Linked DNA regions of Sus scrofa: region 2 is linked to region 1. The links are chromatin contacts, called in public promoter capture Hi-C maps. All regions are on one chromosome and are shown on one strand. Each heading gives the region's core, a stretch centred on a gene start, on an enhancer-like site or on the middle of the called end of the contact. The rest is flanking DNA. Distances are from core to core; before and after follow the strand shown. Region 1 holds the start of PSMG3 (proteasome assembly chaperone 3). Region 2 holds the start of MAD1L1 (mitotic spindle assembly checkpoint protein MAD1).

Region 1 (2,792 bases), core at 126-2,625:
TTCAGTCACCACCTGGTAAGTTCAGTGTGACAGTAACTCAGGTTCAAAGAGACTCAGGGCACTCCAGTCATAAACGCACTGCTAAGGAGCATCATTAAACTTGTCCCTTTCGTGCTTCTGGTTCCTGTCTCTTCCGGCGATTTCTGCTCTGGAAGGACCCCTGAAAGTCTGCAGAGGCAACCTGTCAAGGCTCACAGATGGTCTTTCCAGAACGAAGCATGCACAACCAGTCATTACCATAATGTATCATGACAGGGTCAAACTGAGGGGAGGCCTACATCGCAAAATCAATACCTCCGCCTGTCTGCAGGATAAAATGCTGATGGGCTGGAAGCAGCAGCCACCAAGGGCAGGTGGATGCCCTCAGACGCAGAGAGGCCCCGGAAAATGCTGTCGAGGGCTGGTGGCGGTGGGCGTGGGGGCGTCTGCCCAGAGATGCTCCCCGTGTGTATTAACAAATTGTAGCCACCGGGCTCCCGCCCCCATCCCTTTACCTCGTCCTGCCCGAGAAGAACTTTGGTGGTGAGCACAGGCTTGCTGATGTCACTGGTCATGCTGCTGGATTCCAGGGAGACCAGGGTACCCATTTTCCCGAACTGGGTCACCACCACCAGGATGTGACTGCTGAAGGCTGTGCATACCACCTGGGTAGGGACGCCACACACTACCGCAGTCGTCTGTTTCGACATCACCAATGGTTTGCCTTCCATGGTTGGGTCTGTTCAATGGCCCCTTCAGCTTGTTAAGAATAAAGAGAGTAAATCAGCATCAGATGGCCTTGGGGCTCCAGAGTAAGTACCATTTGGCATTAAAACAGAAATACAAGTGGGCTCATTCAAAAGCCTGTATCTGTTAACCCTTACAGGCCTCATTTGCCCAAAACTTTCTAGATTCATTGAGTAGACACACTTGTATACATAAACTAGCCAGGCAAAGGAGGCAGGATGTCAAAATATGCTTTTCTTTCCTCTTCCACGCGCTTGGGGCCCCTGCTGTTAAGCATCACTGTGACCCCACCCCATCCCGAGGCTCTGAGTCCTGGGGCCCTCGGTGGTGCCACTGCCGGGGGGGTGAAGGGCTGAAAGCGCCGCAGGTGCAGGTGCAAAAGCCAGGCCAGAGCAGGTGGCCACGCTCCTGCCGTCCCTCCAGTGCGCCCATTGAGGTTCCGTTTTCTGCACTTGGGAAAACCACCGGCCCCACAGGAGAAGCAGCACGTCACCGAGCCAGGAGGCAGATGGCGACCGTGGCTGGGGCGCCAACCGTGGGGGCGCCCGCCCTCGCCTTCCCGCTCCAGCCTCCGCGGCCCCCTACCCTCCCTGCCGCCCGCCATGCCGCCCGCGCTCACCAGGCCGCGCCCGGAAATGACGCCGGTGGCGGCGCGGCCCCGCCCCCTAAGGCCCCGCCCCGCTCCCGAGCGCCAGACGCGCCCGCGGGCTCTGCGGCCCCCGCCGGAAGTGCAGCCCGCAGGGCTTCCGGTCGCGCCGGGGCCGCTGGGCTCTGAGGCGCTGGGCTGCCCGCCCGCCAGCAGCGACGGGCTGGGCACCGAGTCGCGCGAGGGGCTGCGGCCCCAAGCTCGGGAGCGCAGCCTCCAGCTTCTTCCCAAGGGCGGTCTCGCCCTTCGGCCCCTCGGCCCCTCGGCCCCGCAGTAGAGCGGCCTCCGGCTTCTCCCCAGGGGCGACCTCGGGCGCTCCTGACGGCGGCCCTGCTCCTCTGTCACCGGGGAGCCGCAGTGGGGTCCCTGGCCCCTTGGCCGTGGGTTCCAGGGCGCTGCTGCAAGCACAGGGAGCCGAGAGAAAACCAGGGCTGGACCGCAGTTAAGGCGCTGAAAGCGGGTTCCGCCCAGGGCGCTTCACAGAGCGCGCAGGAGACCCCGGTGTGGAGCCGGGCTCACCCCGCACACGGGTGGGCGGAAAAGAAAGGCGCACCCCGAAAGCTGAGCCTTACGTTTCGTGTGGCACACCAAGCTGAGGACCCGAGCCTGGGGCCCAGCATCTAACTGGGAGCCCGCTCCGTAGAGGTGAGGCAGGAGCCGGCACCTCCGGGCGGTTCCGCGCAAAGACCAGGTAGCTGGCGCGTGGGGAGGTCGCTGTCCGTTAAGGAACCAGACCTCTCCAGGCGTTTAGTGCTTGGAGTTCCCGTCCTGGCGCAGTGGTTAACGAGCCCGACTGGGAACCGTGAGGTTGCGGGTTCGGTCCCTGGCCTCGCTCCGTGGGTTAAGGATCCGGCGTTGCCCTGAGCTGTGGTGTAGGTTGCAGATGTGGCTTGGATCCCGTGGGGCTGTGGCTCTGGCGTAGGCCGGTGGCTACAGCTCCGATTAGACCCCTAGCCTGGGAACCTCCATATGCCGCGGGAGTGGCCCAAGAAATGGCAAAAAGAGAAAAAAAAAAAAAAAAAGAAAAAAGGAATTTAGTGCTTCTCCGTGAGTGGGGGGGGGGGGGGCGGGTGATGCAAAGTCTGGGCTCATTCCCATCAACCCCAAGTGATTTCAGCGTTCACGGCCTTCGTCCTCTGGGTGCACCGTCGTGGTGGCTGTAATGTGACAGCTTGATGGCTGCAACATCCTTTCTTCACTGATCGGTCGCGCGTGTTCAAAACCACAGGAGCCGGTGGGAATTTACAGCCGAGGAACGGCGTGGGGTCAGGGGGTGGGAAACTACTACGCGGAAACCTCTGGGTGGGGGGCTGGGGGTTTGGGGCTTCTAGCCAAGGAAACCTGGTGGGATTCTTGCTCAAGGCCGGCCAGGTATCAGACCACCTGGGGGGTGAGGACGGGTTACCGATCAGGGTATCAC
Region 2 (2,815 bases), core at 11-2,510, 500 kb after region 1:
TTCAAACCACAAGTGGAAGATGGGTGGGACGAGAAACCAGCGAGGGGCGCTCACGGAGCTGCGCGCCTGGCGAGCGATGCAGGCCCGCGCAGCGAGGCACGGGGCTCTGCTCTGGAAGGCCAGTCCTCCATCTGCCAAGATTAGACCACTCTTCCCCTCCCGTGATGGTAAATCTGGCCAACACGCCCCCTTCTCACACCCGATGCCCGCAATACCCCAGCAGGAAGAGAACGTACCCGCTTTCACCTGCCCCGAACTCCGCTGCCCCACGAGGCGGCAGCTCAAATTCCACCCTCTTTATCCAAGCGACCCAAACCTTCCAGCGCCCTCACCACGGACTCGGAGCTCAGAGTCCCGGGCACCCTGCCTCTCTCCCGCCCTGCTGGCCCAAGGACAGACATTACAGGGCTCCCCACCGCCCAGCGGCCCTTCACACCGCCGCGGGCGCTCTCGCCGGCCGGCCGGCCAGTTCTCCACCTGCTGCCGGGCGCCTTCGCCAAACTTCCACCACCGACGAAACGCACGCGAGCGCGCCTCCCACGGGCCGCCGGCAGTGGGACCCTGGGCAGGGCGCTTGCCCCTTCCCACCGTTTCCCTGGCTGTCAAAGGCAGTAGCGGCAAGTCCCACGCCGCCCGGCGAGGACGCGCGGGAAGCGGGGAGAGCGCCGCCGGCCCCCGAGCCTCGGCGGGTGAGGGACCCGCTGCCGCGAGGCCGCCCCCTCGGCGCTCGAGACCCCGACCATTCCCAGCGGCCCTTCTCGGAGGAGGCGCGCTGGGGACGCCCGCCCGCCCAGCCTCGGAAGGACCCCAGCCTCGCCCCCGCCCGCCCCGCGCCGGCTCAGCCTGGCGCAGCGCGGCGCCCGCCGGGGCACCCCGGCCGCTCACCTCACCGCCTCAGCCCACCGGGCGCCGCCGCTGCTGCTGCTGCCGCCGCCGCTCAGATCTCCCTCTTCTACGCCCGCGCCCACGTATCGCGAGACGTGCGGCTGCGCTCTCGCGAGACCTGGGCGGGACCAGCCGTGAGCTCCGGATCTGCGCGCCTGCAGGTCACGGGGACTCCGCGTCCGTCCCCGGAGCTACCTACTCCCGGCAGAGGCCGCAAAGAGGGGACTCGGAACCAAAGCCGGCCCGCCCGCGGGACTCTCGTGGTGCCCCCACCTCCAGCGTGTCGGCTTCCACTTGGCGGCTGCCTTGCGCCGTATTGTGTGGAATAGCACCGTCCAACGGTGGCCTCTTAGAGCCAAACTTCCCTGCACTCCCTTTCCCCGGTTTTACCACTACGGTATTTGCTTGAGTTAATGCGTTTTAACTTTTCACAAGGCCCTCTGAAAAAAGGCCAAATGCTATTCTACTAAGCTGTCCTCACAAAAGGCTGCGCTTCTAAGCTGGAGCCGTCGGGGCGCGGGGACCTCGTCTGGGTCTCAGTTCTCCAGGGAGCAGTGGTCAGCCTGTCCCTCCTCGAATTACGGCCACCTGGGTCCAGCAGCGTGCCTCCCGCGCCAGCTAGGCGCCCGAGGGCCTGCACCGAATTCCCTTCTTCCAGAGAATAAAAGACACGTTAGTGTGGCCAGAACGAACTGGATGGGAAAGCGGAGAATGTGATAGTGAAGGCAGGACGGAGGGCTCTCCGGTCTTAACTGGCCGACTGCAAACGAAAACAAAACGAAAAATTTGAGTCTGGCCAGCAGCATCCTTCAGGGATCTGGACTCAGCCCTAGGACCCTGATGGAGATTCCTGGCTACCTCTCCCCTCCCCAAGCAGTCTTGGGATTTAATCATCGCTACAGTCAATAAACTCTTTTGGGGGGGGGCTTTTTTAGGGCCCCACCAGCAGCATATGGAAGTCCCCAGGCTACGAGTCGAATAGGAGCTACAGCAGCTGGCCTAGGCCACAGCCACGCCATTGCGGGATCTGAGCCGCATCTGTGACCTACACCACAGCTCAGGGCAACGCCGGATCCCCCACCCAGATTCGAACTCGAATCCTCAAGGGTACTAGTCGGATTCCTTTCCGCTGTACCACAGGACTCCCATCAATATACTCTTTTTAAAAAACTTTAATAAATAAATAAATAACTTTTATCACTCAATGAATTTTATTATAGTTGTACGATTATCACAACCCAATTTTATAGCATTTCCAGGAACTGGTTTTGAGGAAACCAATCAATTTAAAAAAAAACAAAAAACAAAAACTTAAAAACACAGACATTCATTCCTCTTACGGCCTATACGACCTTACAGAGTCGCATCACAACCCTGGACAGGGGCACGGAGGTAAGGGAACACACCATGTCGCTGCTTGCTTTGGCAACGACCTTTAAGTCTTTGGAGCCTGGAATATTACAGCAACATTTTCCAGTGAAAAAGCAAAGCACAGCCACCCCATGCATAATTCACACCAAATGTCTTCTCTGATTGTCCTGGGAACTCGTCACTGCTTCAAGAATGGATGTATTTCCAGATCATTCACCCGAGAGATGGGAAAAAATCCCCAGACTGAAGTTTCACATTTGTCCACATTACGCTGGGTAGCCAAAATACCACCTGGAAACTGCGGGCTGTTCTTGGAGGGAGGATGGAAGCCTGTTTCTCCGTAACACGCTCAGTCACAGCAGGAGAGGAGAACGTTATGTAAAGGTGTCTGTGTGTGTTTCTCTGCCTCCCACTGTTTCTGTCCTCCCCCCAGTAGGCCTTTTCATCTTTTTATCTTTGCCCCTCCCTTAGGAAAAAAGGTCCCCCATGTGTCCTTCCTGCTGCAGCCCAGATCAACCTCGGGTCTCCCCAGCCCCACGCCAGGGAAGAGCTCAGGCTG

Evidence for each region. Promoter capture Hi-C pulls out the DNA fragments that hold promoters and counts their contacts.
Region 2: a contact with region 1 is called in a promoter capture Hi-C map of liver, with 7 times the contacts expected there. The contact joins the promoter of MAD1L1 here to the promoter of PSMG3 in region 1. A contact is called at or near these places in 1 of 5 promoter capture datasets (liver), 1 of 47 Hi-C or Micro-C datasets (epiblast stem cells) and 2 of 2 datasets of contacts at active chromatin or transcription factors (alveolar macrophages and skeletal muscle).

Annotation. Positions count from the first base shown.
Region 1 is chr3:1,053,341-1,056,132 of Sscrofa11.1, forward strand. PSMG3 (proteasome assembly chaperone 3) reads right to left here and starts at 1,376. Exons shown (of 3, transcript XM_003124248.4): 1 at 1,346-1,376; 2 at 495-738. The coding sequence starts at 710. LOC106507351 (a long non-coding RNA gene) reads left to right here and starts at 1,451. Exons shown (of 3, transcript XR_002342192.1): 1 at 1,451-2,017.
Region 2 is chr3:1,558,086-1,560,900 of Sscrofa11.1, forward strand. MAD1L1 (mitotic spindle assembly checkpoint protein MAD1) reads right to left here and starts at 1,261. Exons shown (of 18, transcript XM_021085975.1): 1 at 886-1,261. MRM2 (FtsJ RNA methyltransferase homolog 2 (E. coli)) reads right to left here. Exons shown (of 3, transcript NM_001184754.1): 3 at 2,078-2,815.